Regions from separate parts of the Sus scrofa genome. Here region 1 is linked to region 2. Evidence: chromatin contacts called from public promoter capture Hi-C data. All regions are on one chromosome and are shown on one strand. Each heading gives the region's core, a stretch centred on a gene start, on an enhancer-like site or on the middle of the called end of the contact. The rest is flanking DNA. Distances are from core to core; before and after follow the strand shown. Region 1 overlaps LUZP1 (leucine zipper protein 1). Region 2 holds the start of KDM1A (lysine demethylase 1A).

The links. Promoter capture Hi-C pulls out the DNA fragments that hold promoters and counts their contacts.
Region 1: a promoter capture Hi-C map of liver shows a contact between it and region 2, with 4 times the contacts expected there. The contact joins the enhancer-like site here to the promoter of KDM1A in region 2. A contact is called at or near these places in 1 of 5 promoter capture datasets (liver), 18 of 47 Hi-C or Micro-C datasets (blood, brain, embryonic fibroblasts and 10 more) and 2 of 2 datasets of contacts at active chromatin or transcription factors (alveolar macrophages and skeletal muscle).

Annotation. Positions count from the first base shown.
Region 1 is chr6:81,078,959-81,085,800 of Sscrofa11.1, forward strand. All of the region lies in intron 1 of LUZP1 (leucine zipper protein 1), which reads right to left. Among named protein-coding and RNA genes, the nearest start is that of HTR1D, 9.3 kb to the right of the region's middle. Within about 2 kb of position 1,628, at least 5 of the 83 cell types and tissues checked have an H3K27ac peak or open chromatin away from gene starts, as enhancers often do. A contact at or near this core is called in fetal liver and liver, where this site is marked.
Region 2 is chr6:80,899,337-80,905,456 of Sscrofa11.1, forward strand. KDM1A (lysine demethylase 1A) reads left to right here and starts at 4,160. Exons shown (of 22, transcript NM_001112687.1): 1 at 4,160-4,572. The coding sequence starts at 4,219.

The DNA of each region.
Region 1 (6,842 bases), core at 378-2,877, 180 kb after region 2:
ATTCCAGAAGAGCAGGGAAGTGCTGCCTTGTTCGTTCTCTATCACAAGTGCATAGGGCAGTGCTTTAGATGTAGATGCTTTACTGGGTTTGGGGCCACATTAATAGAAGCACTGTATGTACAATAAAGGAGGTGATAGTCCTTCTGCCCTTGTTTGGAGTCCTGTGTTCTATTTGGGATCAGAACTTTGAAAGGCACATGAGAAAGTGTAACTCATCCATAGGACAATGAACAAAATAATAACTGAAAGGGGGACCACAAATCACATTTTATGGGGAAACAGTTGGAGGAGCCAGAATATTAACTCTGGCATTAATAAGACTCAACGGTACAGCAGAAATTGGCACAACATTGTAAATCAACTATAGTTTAATAAAAAAAAATAAAAAGACTTAAGGGGGTACATGTGTCTTCCTTCAAATATCTGAAAGGGTGTCTGGGGGAAAAAACTGGGAGGAATAGGAATTAGGACTGCTACTTCAAGGGGACAGATATTTCTCTGCATAAAACAAAACTAAAAGACGTTTTCAGTCTGAGCTAGTTAAAGAACAGACTTGAATTTGAATCTCAATCTGTCCCTAACTAGTTTTGTAACCTTGGGCAAATTCCTTCACCATGTTAAACCTTGATTCTCTCAAGTATGAAATGGGTATAATTCAGAGAACGCAGCACTGTTACGACAATGGAATGATACAAAACATTCTTTTGGCTGCGCCCTCAGCATGTGGAAGTTCCCAGGACAGGGACTGAACCCATGCCACAGCAGCGACCCAAGCAATGACAATGCTGGATTCTTAACCTGTTGTGCCACAAGGGAACTCCCTACATTTTTTTTTTCTTTGTAAAGATAACTTGGTAGGAATGGGAAGGAGTCAAGCAGTTAGTGGGACTGTGGCTGGGGAAGTGGTTTAGGCTGGTAGCCAGCAGTACTGGCTCTTGGTCACATTGACTAGAAGTGTATCCTGGCTTTGCAACTTAATTGCTGTGCAGATTACTTAACCTTTTTTTTCTTTCTTTCTTTCTTTTTAGGGCCACACCTGAGGCATATGGAGGTTCCCAGGCTAGGGGTTGAATTGGAGCTACAGCTGCCGACCTACACCACAGCCACAGCAATGCTAGATCCTTAACCCACTGAGCAAGGCCAGGGATCAAACCCGCAACCTCATGGTTCCTAGTTGGATTGTTTCCACTGGACCACAATGGGAACTCTACAAATTACTTATCCATTTTGAGCTTCAGTCTCCCTACCTGCAAAATGGGAATAAGTAGGTCCCATTTCACCAAGTTGTTGGGGGATCAAGGAAGTAAAACAACCAAAAGGTGAACTGCTGCTCTGATGTTAGTGATCTGACTGGGGTTGTCCCTTCCAGTCGATATTCTCCAGGTGGAATCCCTGCTCCCACCCTTGGGAACCAATGCAAGAGGCCCTGGAAGAGCAGGTAAATGCATGATCCTAAAACTCCCAGATGCAGAGAATTGCTTGCATCTGCTCCTTGCCAGGGGCTGTGTAAACAGGACACTGTCCCTTCCTCTCCTCTGCAAGTCAGTCCTTCCTGTGACAGGAAGGTGGCTAGGATGGCACCTGAGGAAGTTGTGGGGGTGGAGCTAAGGCTGGGGTACAGGACAGGACAGTGGTGGACAGGCTGTCTGGCTTTCTAATCTGCTTGTGCACTTTGCTCCCCAGATAAACTGTGAGCTCTGTGGAGGATCCAACTGCAGAACAGGTACAGAAATTAGCCAATAGCCTGGGGAGGTTCCGAGGTTGCCAAATGGTGGCCTAGGGGCCAGATCTAGCTCACAGGCTTGTTTTGCGGTCTGCATAGTTGCACAGTGGTTTGTTTTTTGAATTAGTTTTCAACATTTAAAAATAAAGGGATTGCACAGGAAATCCGAATTCCTACTCTCTTCAAAGGCAGCAGAGGAGGCACATTTCCGTATAACACGAGTCCGTTGGAGCGAACTAGTGGCTGCCACCTTTAGTTAGGGCATAGGAGCTCTGGTCACCAGAGTCTCCACATCTCCCAACTGTATCCCACCCAGTCAGCTTCACTCACTTATGAATGGCCCATACAGTCCCTTGAGTTTGTGATCACTGGAACAGAGAAAAGAGCACTAGCTCTGCAGTATCCGGGGACAATGGGACAAATCTCCACCTGGTTATGTGACTCACAAGTCCTCTGAGCTCTACTTCCCCGTCTGTAAAAGGGGGTAAGGACATGGACTCCTTCCATGGCTGATACAAAGATTAATTAAGAAAATGTTTGTAAAACACCTGAAACATAGTAGGTGCTCAACAAAAATTCCTCATGAATGAACCATGGCCTGGGTTCAATCAATACTCTCCTTGCTTTGAGTTTCTGCTGCAGTACAGTGGGTTGAGTATCTGGCATCATCTCTGTGGTGGCTTGAGTCACTGCAGCAGCGTGGGTTCGATCCCTGGCCCGGTACAGTGGATTAAGAATTCGGCATTATAGCAGCTGTGGCATAGGTCGCAGCTGCAGCTTGGATTCAATCCCTGGCCCAGGAACTTCCATATACCATGGGTGTGGCCAAAAAAGAGAAAAAAAAAAAAAAACTCTCTGATTTTGAATGCTACAATCCTGGGCACAGGGCCAGGTCTCAACAATCCTATAAGGCTGATATTCGGACACAGTCTTTAAGGCATTAGCCTGCTGTGGCCCCCTTTGCCTGGCAAAGCAATAAAGGTATATTTTTCTCCTTCACTGCCTCCAAAAAGACTGATATTATTATCCATGCTATACAGAGGAGCAAACTGAGGCACAGAGAGACATTAAACACGTAAATGGAAGAGCTGGCAGGGGTAGCAAGGGTTGTCTGATTTCTAAACCTGTGTTTTTCCCTCACTGTCACAAACCATTTGGCCTCGGCCACATCCATGGGGGTTAAGAGTGTAGATTCTGGGGTACAATTGTAGGGCTTGAATTCTGGCTCCACCACTTGCTAGCAGTCTGACACTGGGCAACTTATTTAACTTCTTGGCACTTCCAGTATTTTACTTGGAAGATAATAAAGGGATCAACTTCACATGGGTTAAATGAGTTAATACTCATAAAATACTTAGGGCAGTACCTGGGTACACAGTAAGAGCTCAATAAATGCTAGCTGTTTTTATCATTAATTGAGCGCTGGCTATGGGCCAGGTACTACAAGGACAAAGATCAGTGAGAGTCCCTGTGGGGCTCATCGTCTGATGAGAGATCAAAGGTCAGAGTGACGTGCTGTCAGGGAACCTGGTGATGGAAGCAAGGGGGAGGAGGGTGGTTAATTTTACGTGTCAATTTGTCAGGGCCACAATGCCCAGATATTTGGTCAAATATTATTCTGGACGTTCCTATGAGGGTGTTTTTGGATAGAATGGACATTTATTTTATTTTTTAATTTTTATTTTTGTCTTTTAGGGCCACACCCACAGCATATGGAGGTTCCCAAGCTAAGGGGTGAATGGGAGCTACAGCTGCTGGCCTACACTACAGCCACAGCAATGCCAGATCCAAGCCATGTCTGTGACTTACATGGCAAGGTCAGATCCTTAACCCACCGAGCGAGGCCAGGAATCAAACCTGTGTCCTCATGGATGCTAATCAGATTCATTTCCACTGAGCCACAGTGGGAACTCCAAGATGGACCTCTACACCAGCGGACTTTTTTTTTTTTTTTTTTTTTTTGTCTTTTTAGGTTATATCTGCAGCATATGGAGGTTTCCAGACTAGGGGTAGAATCAGAGCAGTAGCTGCCAGCCTACACCACAGCCACAGCAACACAAGATCCAAGCCACATCTGTGATCTACACAGCTCCCAGCAAAGCCAGATCCTTAACCCACTGACCAAGGCCAGGAATCGAAACTGTAATCTCATGAATACTAGTCGGGTTCATTATCACCAGGCCATGACAGGAACTCCCTATGCCAGTGGACTTTGAGTAAAGCAGATTGCCCTCCAGAATATGGGTGGGCCTCATCCAATCAGTTGAAGGTCTGAATAGAACAAAATGGCTGACCTCCCCAAGAAAGAGGGACTTCTCCAGAAGATGGCCTTTGGACTTCATCAGCAACATTGGCTCTTTGATTGCAGACTGCCTTTGGACTCAAGGTGCAACTCCTTTATCTGAATCTTTAGCCTGTTGGTTTTGGATCCATCAAGCCTCTACAATTGCCCAAGTCAATTCATTGAAATAAATCTCCTATATGAATGTACATTCTATTTGTTCTATTCTTCTGGAGTACCAATTCCTTCACCAGAAGAGGCAAACTCCCCCCTTCTTTTTTCTTTTGGCTGTGCCTACAGCATGCGAAAATTCCCAGGCTGGGATTGGACCTGCACCACAGCAGATGACAATACCAGATCCTTAACCCACTGCACCACAAGGGAACTCCCAGAAGAGGTATCCTTATTACATTTAGCAGTGCTAGCTTGGAGATGGTCATTCAAGGGACCCAACCCCGTCCCCAGTAGATAGTTCTTCAACATTTGAGAAAACTTTACTACAAGGACCTGCAGAGCTGGGAGAGACAGCACATGTAGAGGCTGACAGAATCAGGATTCAAAACCCACTTAATCTTCAGAACGGTGTGTAGGAATCTACAAGAAGAAATGTAACATGGATCAATGAAAAGTCCTCCCCTTGGGCCCAACTGTACAGAGATAGAATCAGGAGTCAGGAAGAGGGAGAGAGTAGCCAGCTGAAAAGCACTAGGTGTGTGCAAGACTTGGACTTTTATTTATTTATTTATTTATTTTTGTCTTTGTCTCTTTAGGGCCGAACCTATGGCATATGGAGTTTCCCAGGCTAGGGGTCCAATAGAATCTGTTGCTGCCAGCCTACGCCAGAGTCACAGCCACACCAGATCTGAGCTGTGTCTTCAACCTACACCACAGCTCACAGCAATGCCAGATCCTTAACCCACTGAGTGAGGCCAGGGATCAAACCCGCAACCTCATGGTTCCTAGTTGGATTCGTTTCCGCTGCTCCACGATGGGAACTCCCCAGCCCTTTTATTTTGACTACGAGTGTGGAATGGGCCAATTGTTTCCCAGGTTATGTTAAGTTCTGACGAGGCAGGAGGCTGATTAACCTGAGGAGATACAGCCCTGGTCTCCAGATTTCAGAAAGGCAGGATAGGGATGCAGGTGGAAGCTACTAGAAATCAGATTTGGGCCCAGTGGGAGCAACAGTCAAAGCTGACCAAGATGACCTGGGCATCTCATGGGCACTGATCTTCCTGTCACCAAGCATGTTCTAGGAGGTATCTATTCTTCATAATGTAACCAAGACAGAACTGTGAAGAGAAAGAACATGCCCTTTGGATGGGCCGGACCTAGATTCAAACTAATTCATGTGAGTGTGACTTCCGATGAATCACCCTGAGTCCACAGACCTCAGGGAGTGTTCATACTTGATTGGAAATCCCTGTGTCACCTCTCAAAGTGGCCCATGGACATAAGCTGTTTAACACACTGCTGGTTCACTCAGAAACATCTCTGGCTGTTTTCACTTCTCTGCCCAGGACGCCAAGCCTGTGCCAACCTGAGAGTGCCTTGTGCTGCCCAACCTTGCTGCCATCCAACCTATGGGAGGACCAGGCAGCAAAGAGAGAGATGGGTCCTCCTGGTATCCATCTGGATGCATTCAACAGCAAGTAACAGAAAAATCCAGCAAACAGTGTCGAAACCATAAGGAAGTTACTGCTCCCTTAGCAAAAAATCTGAGACAGGCAAACCCAGGACTGCTTTGGTGCCTCAGTGATACAGTCAGGGAAATAGGTTTGCTCTTTCTCCTCTGCCATCCTGGAGGTACAGTGTTTTCATGCAGCATCACAAGATGACTGCCCAAGCTTCCCATCCTCACAGGACTGCTCCCAAGCAGGAAGAACTTTTTTTTCTTGTATGTCTCTCTTTTTCTACAAGGAGTAGCTTTCTCAAATCCCCTAACAACTTCCCCTTATATATCTTTTTATTTATTTTTTATTTGAAATATAGTTGACATACAATGTTGTTAGTTTCCCCTTTTATCTTACATGACCGACTTGTCCAGGTTGGCATGGTACTTTTCCTTTTTGTACCTAAATTCACAGATCCTGGGAATTCCCTTGGGTCCCTGGCAGATCTGGCCAGTTGGTTTCCCTTACACCCCATTGGCCAGAACCAGTCACATGTCCACCCCCCGACCAATCCCTAGTAAAGGGAATGGAATTATCCCAACTGCCTGAAGCCAATCAAAATTCACCTTCTGGGGGAACTGGCATGTTGCCATTTGACTTGATGGGGGGTTCTGTGAAAAAGGAAGCAGGATGGGGTGCTAGACACGCATCCTGCAGAGTCTGCCACACTTGCATACATTGGAAATTTACAAAGGCTTGTCCTAGACAAGGCTCTGTCTGCACTTTCCCAGCATCATCACCCTCATGCTGTGTGTTTGTGACTAAGTATGAAAGAATTAGGAGCATGACAAGGATGTTGGGGGGTGGGGGGAGGAGTAAAGCCCCAAATGCACGATTCCTCTGTGGTCATGGGAAACAAGTTTATTTTTAATCTGACCTTCATGTGGCCTAATTAGTGCAGCTCTCCAAGCATGATATCCAAATGGGCAACTTTCAGGTAATAATAACAAAGACCAGAAAACAGCTGGTCTTTCTCCTAAACTGACCCTATCCTTTGATTGACCCTGGGTAGAGACTGTGGAAGAGGTGGCATCTGAGCAGGACCGAAGGGCTGGGCTGAGTGCGGGCTAAGGGGTCCTAGCCTCCACTCCTGGGGAACATTGAGGTCACCCAGCCTCCTCACTCACCCCTTGCCTTAACTACACTCAAATAGAATGGCCCTGAA
Region 2 (6,120 bases), core at 2,910-5,409:
TCATTCACAGTCATACTAGGATATTGTCTACCTGGCCCACTTCTTGGTCACCTGATCCTCTAGGGGCAGGACATTTTGTTGGGTTTGCTATTTAATATTGATTAGGTTCCTGACTCAGTGAAGTCAGCTGGATAAGATGCTCCAGCAATTTCACTTGGGCAGATCCCAAAGATTGGAAAGCAGGGTCTTGAAGAGATGTTTGTACACACATGTTCAAAGTGGTATTTTCACAATGGCCAAAAGGTGGAGCAACCCAAAAATCCATCAACAGGTGAATGGATGAACGAAATGTTGTATATGCATACAGTGGGATTAGCCTTTAAAAGGAAGGAAACTCTGACATATTCTATAACATAGGTGAACTTTGAGGACATTATGCTAAGCAAAATAAGCAAAAGGACAAAAGCTATTTGATTCTGCTTATATGAGCTATCTAGTCTGGTCAGATTTATAGAGGTGGAAAGTAGAATGGTGGTTGGTAGGGGTTGGGGTAGAGGAGAATGCTAAGGTGTTTAATGAGGACGGAGTTTTACAAGATGCAAAGAGTTCTTGAGATTGCAGAATGCACTTAACTCTAGTGAACTGTACACTTAAAAATGGTTAAAATGGGAAGGTCCTGTGGTGGCACAGCAGAAACGAATCCAACCAGGAACCACGAGGTTATGAGTTTGATCCCTGGCCTCTCTCAGTGGGTTAAGGATCCGGCATTACCGTGAGCTATGGTATAGGTCACAGATGCAGCTCAGATATGTCTTTGCTGTGGCTGTGGTATAGGCCAGCAGCTGTAGCTCCGATTGGACCCCTAGCCTGGGAACCTCCATGTGCCCCTAAAAAGCAAAAAACAAACAAACAAACAAAAAAAACAAGGTTAAGATGGTAAATTTTATGCTATGTGTATATTACTACAATTTAAAAAAATTAATTTTAAATGAGTCAAATTTAAAAGTTTTAAATGAATTTATTATTTCTAGGGAAAATGGATAAGTTGCAAATGATTTTTTGCAAACAGATATAAGTAAATTCCATCTGGAGTTCCCCTTGTGGCTCAGCAGGTTAAGAACCCAACTGGTATCCATGAGGATGTGAGTTCTATCCCTGGCCTCTCTCAGGGGTTAAAAATCTGGCGTTGCCAGAAGCTGCTGCGTAGGCCACAGACACTCCTCAGATCTGGCATTGCTGTGGCTTTGGCATAGGCTGGCAGCTGTATCTCTTATTTGACCGCTAGCCTGGAAACTTCCATATGCCAAGGGTGCAGCCCTAAAAAAAAGAGAGACAAAAATAAATAAATAAATTCTGTCTCATAGAAAATATGTCAGAATTTACTGTTTTATGGCCTTGTAGGACTTTTTTTTCTTTTCTTTTTAGTGCTGCACCTGCGGCATATGGAAGTTCTCAGGCTAGGGGTCAAATCGGAGCTACAGCTGCCAGCCTACAGCCACAACCACAGCAATGCAGGATCCCAATCATGTCTGCAACCTACACCACAGCTCACAGCAACATGGGATCCTTAACTTACTGAGCAAGGCCAGGGATCAAACCTGCATCTTCATGGATCCTAGTCAGGTTCGTTACTGCTGAGCCATGAAGGAACTCCCCATTTTTTTTCTTATTCAACTTTGCAGTCTTAGTCCAGCATTCTGTGTTCCGTTGACCAGTGACTTTATATCAGTTTCTCCTATTTTCCCTTGAACCAGCTTTACCATCCTGCTGATTCCCTCAATAATGAGTAAAATAAATCTTTGACATATGCTCACTATTTTGTATGGGAGTTCTCTCTCTCTCTCTCTTTTTTTAAGGGTCGCATCTGGAAACCTAAAAGTTCCCAGGCTAGGGGTTGAATGGGAGGGGCAGCTGCCAGCCTACACCACAGCTCATGACAACATCAGAGCCTTAACCCACTGAGCCACAATGGGAACTCTAGGAGTTCTCTATGTTCAGATGTAAATTTTAATGACTATGCTATTCTAATATATTTAATTATATAAGGCCACTTGTTGGGCCTTTAGGAACCTGAGATAAACACATGGAAGTTAAATCTTTGTACACATAGTTAAATATTTCCCAAGAAAATTTTCCTCGAAAGTGGAATTGCTGGGTCAAAGGATACACATATTTTTAAAATCTCATTTAAATTGTAACAAATTACTAAATGTGCAAAACTGTTAGCTAGAACTACAGGGTTTAAACAAGCAAGCTTCCATCTCCTGCCTCACCCGCTTCTCACTTTGTACCACTCAGACAACCAATTCCAACTTTTCAGCGGTTTCTTCTGGTGCCTATCTTGTTATATCTAAATAGTATGCTTATACTGTTATTTATGAATTTCTGAATTTTTTTTTTTTTTTGGCTGCTCCCACAGTATATGGAAGTTCATGGGCCAGGAATGGAATCTGAGCCACAGCTGCTGCAACCTACCTCACAGCTGCAGCAAGGCCAGATCCTTAACCCACTGGGCCTTAGCAACCACCCAAGCCAATGCGGAGACCACTCTCATCCTTAAACCACTATACCACAGCAAGAACTCCCAAATTGCTCAATTTTGACACGCTCTATCTTCTTATGATGGTAGATGGGGATTTAGCTCTGATGTTGAACCCCCTCCATTCCCACATTGCCCCCTCTTCTGCAAACCCCTCTCACCCCTGTCTCCACACTCTCTTTTCTCCATTTTCTCAATATAATTCTATCCCTTTGGTTAAAACAATATTCATTCCATCTGTTATTGTAGACCCATCAGTGTAGTTCACAGCTGAGCCATATGTTGTATTGTGATTACACTTTTTGGCATAGCTTCTAGTTTTCTGAACTTGTCTCTTTTTCTGTTTGCTTAGTTTAAAAAATAATAATTCAAGGAGTTCCCACTGTGGTGCAAGGGAATCGGGGCATCTCTGCAGCACCAGGACACAGGTTGGACCCTTGACCCGGCACAGTGGGTTAAAGGATCCAGTGCTGCTGTAGCTGTGGCATAGGTTGAAACAGCTGCTGGGAACTGAGCCCTGATCCCTGGCCCAGGAACTCCATATGCCTAGGGTGGCTAAAATTAAAAAAATAATAATAATAATTCAACTTCATCGAAGTACAGTTGACATAAAATATACCTATTTTATGTGTATAGTTAAAATGAGTTTTGACTAATACACTCACACCCCAATCACGATAGGAAACATTTCAATCACTCTCAGCCTGTTCTCTCCAGCTCTTTTGAAGTCAACCTCCACCCTCATCCCAGGCAACCACTGATTGGAGTCTATCACTAGAGATTAATTTCACCAGTTCTCAAACTTCCATTGTTTGAAAATTACGCTTTGAAGACACAGACTTGTGAAAAAGCAATTACCGCTCCATGTCCCAGTGGGAATAAACTTGAACGCAGTCTGTTCCAAGTCAGTGAAGTATTCCTTGAGGAATTAAAAGAATAAACCACCACCACCATCAGCGACATTAGAAAGAATTAACCTGGAGTGGAAAGATGTCATGTTGTGGGGATGGGGAGCGTAGGAGTGGAAAAGGGTGCGAGTGAGGGAGTGTGAAGGAGGGAGAGGGTCCAGACAAAATGAAGAGCATAAACAAAGCTCTGGAAGCAAGGGCAATCCCTTCTGGACGCATATTGCGTTTCCTATTTTATTTTCCATTTTATTACCACGAAACTCAGTTGCTCTCCAAGATTCCCCCAGTTCAAGTAGGACAATTATGAATAGTAAATAAGATCTACCAGTTACATGTCAGTGTTTTCCCTCACTAAACTGTAAACTATTTGAAAGCCAGAACTTGTCAGTCAGTAAAGCTTAATAAATATTGGTTGAGTTGACAAGTAGGTGAATGAGAATGAATGAATGAATGAATGAATGAATGAGGGAGCACGCAAGTCCCTGGAGGAAATGGTCGCCCTCGGAGGTGCAATCCGGCCCAGAAACCCTAGGGTAGGGACGGTGTTGGGACCGATCCCAAAGGCTAAGGAGACGCTCTAGGAAAGCATCGCGCTGTTTGCCATGGCGCCGCTCTAGCCTGGAGGACGCCGCTCTATGGCAGCGGGGAGGGCGGGGCCGTGGGCGTCTCTGGCCTTATTGTCCCGGCGCGGCGGGAGCGCGCTCCGCGCGTGTGCGTTCACGGCGGCGGTTGGTAGCGCGCAGACTGTGTGAAGTGAGGCAAGGCGGCTTCGGACCCACGGACCGACAGACCGAGCGGCCCCTACGGCCGTCGGCGGCCAGGCGGCCCGAGATGTTGTCTGGGAAGAAAGCAGCAGCCGCCGCAGCGGCGGCGGCGGCGGCGGCAGCGGCCGGGTCGGAGGCCGGTGCCTCGGCAGCGGGCGGCGCGGAGAACGGCTCGGAGGTGACTGCGCCGCCCGCGGGCCTGTCCGGCCCCGCCGAGGCCGGGCCGGGGGCAGCTGGGGAGCGCACTCCCCGCAAGAAGGAGCCCCCGCGAGCCTCTCCCCCCGGGGGCCTGGCCGAGCCGCCGGGGTCCGCCGGGCCTCAAGCCGGGCCTACCGTCGTGCCTGGATCTGCGACCCCCATGGAAACGGGAATCGCAGAGACTCCGGAGGGGCGACGGACCAGCCGGCGCAAGCGGGCGAAGGTGAGGCGCGACCCCTCCCTTGAACCACAAATCCCAGTACCTAGCTTCCTCGAGCTTGTCCAGCCCCATAACCACTCACCCTCGCTTGCCGGGGTCTTGGGCCTTGAGCCCCACGCCCACCTCGACCTCCCCAGTCACGGATCTCCACCCACCCCCCCACTAGTCGGGTGGGTGGGGTGAGAGAGGGGAAGGTCTTTGCCAGCGGTGAATGCGTCTTTGTGCTGGGACCCGGCCGTCCAGGGAGAAAGGGGGATGGCGGGGAGAGCTGTTTTACTCGTTGCATCTCGTACACCTTTTCCTTTTCTTGGTTGGGAAAAAATGGCTCCCTGACGTGGAGTTGTGGTGGGCCTTGTTGAAGACGTATATCACTTGTTCACAGATGTATCTGGAAGCCGCTCGGCAGTATTTTTGTGTTTCAGCTGGGAGCGTGTTGGGGCTGTAGGATGATGCTAAAGAAATTGCCTTAGCCTTGAAGACAGAAAAAAAGGAAGTTTTTTGGTTTTTTTTTTCGAGCCCTTTCTGTATGCTGGAGAGTTTTCCTCTTTTTCTTTTTATCCTGTCAACGTTCTTTTGACGTAGATTTTTACAAAGGAGGAAGCTGATGAAGAGGGCAAATATCAATTAGTCAAGGTGTAGATATACAGGAAGAAAAAGATTTGTCACATGACGATATGTACAGGCGATAGCTTGCCTCACATCTCTGGGTGCCAGGTGCTGTGTTCAGAGCGTCACCAACATTGTATTTTGGCTAAACACCAATTGGCAGGTATTGCTAGCCCCACTTGAGGAATGAGTAAACTGAGGCACACAGTTTAAGCAACTTGCCCAGAGTCACAAAGCTGGGTAAGTGGTGGAACTGGAATGTAAGCCCTACACTTACAATGTGATAAGGTATCATCAGCCTCTGAAACAAAGGACCACATGGGACACCAGCAATAAGCAGAACACTGGGGCAGTACTAGGGCACAAACTTTAGACTTGGGCCTTTTCTGGCGATTTCATGGTACAGTTGGAAAAACTGGAAATGTATGTACATAGAACTTTTAAGTAAGTAAATATTTTAAGTTGTGTAATTTATGTAACACATAAATGTGTATGAGGAGCTTCTTGAGTATTGCCCAGACAGAGCCTTCAGGTTGAACTGCCCCTTTGAGAATACTCTGTGCTCAGTATGAAGGAGAGAAGTCTCTGAGGGGGCTTTTACTAAAACATGAGTTAGAAAGGCACAGAGGTTGGCAACTCCCAACTCTCAGAAATGAAGTAGAAGGCAGAAGCCCAACTGGTTTGTTTTTTGTTTTGTTTTGTTTTTGTCTTTTTTAGGGCCGAAACCACGTCATATGGAGGTTCCCGCGCTAGGGGTTAATCTGAGCCGTAGCTGCTGGCCTGCATCACAGCCACAGCAATACCAGATCTGAGCCAAGTCTGCAACCTACATCACAGCTCACGGCAATGCCAGATCCTTAACCCACTGAGCGAGGCCAGGGATCGAACCTCATGGATACTAGTTTCCACTGAGCCATGGTGGGAATTCCCCAAGTGCTTTTTGTT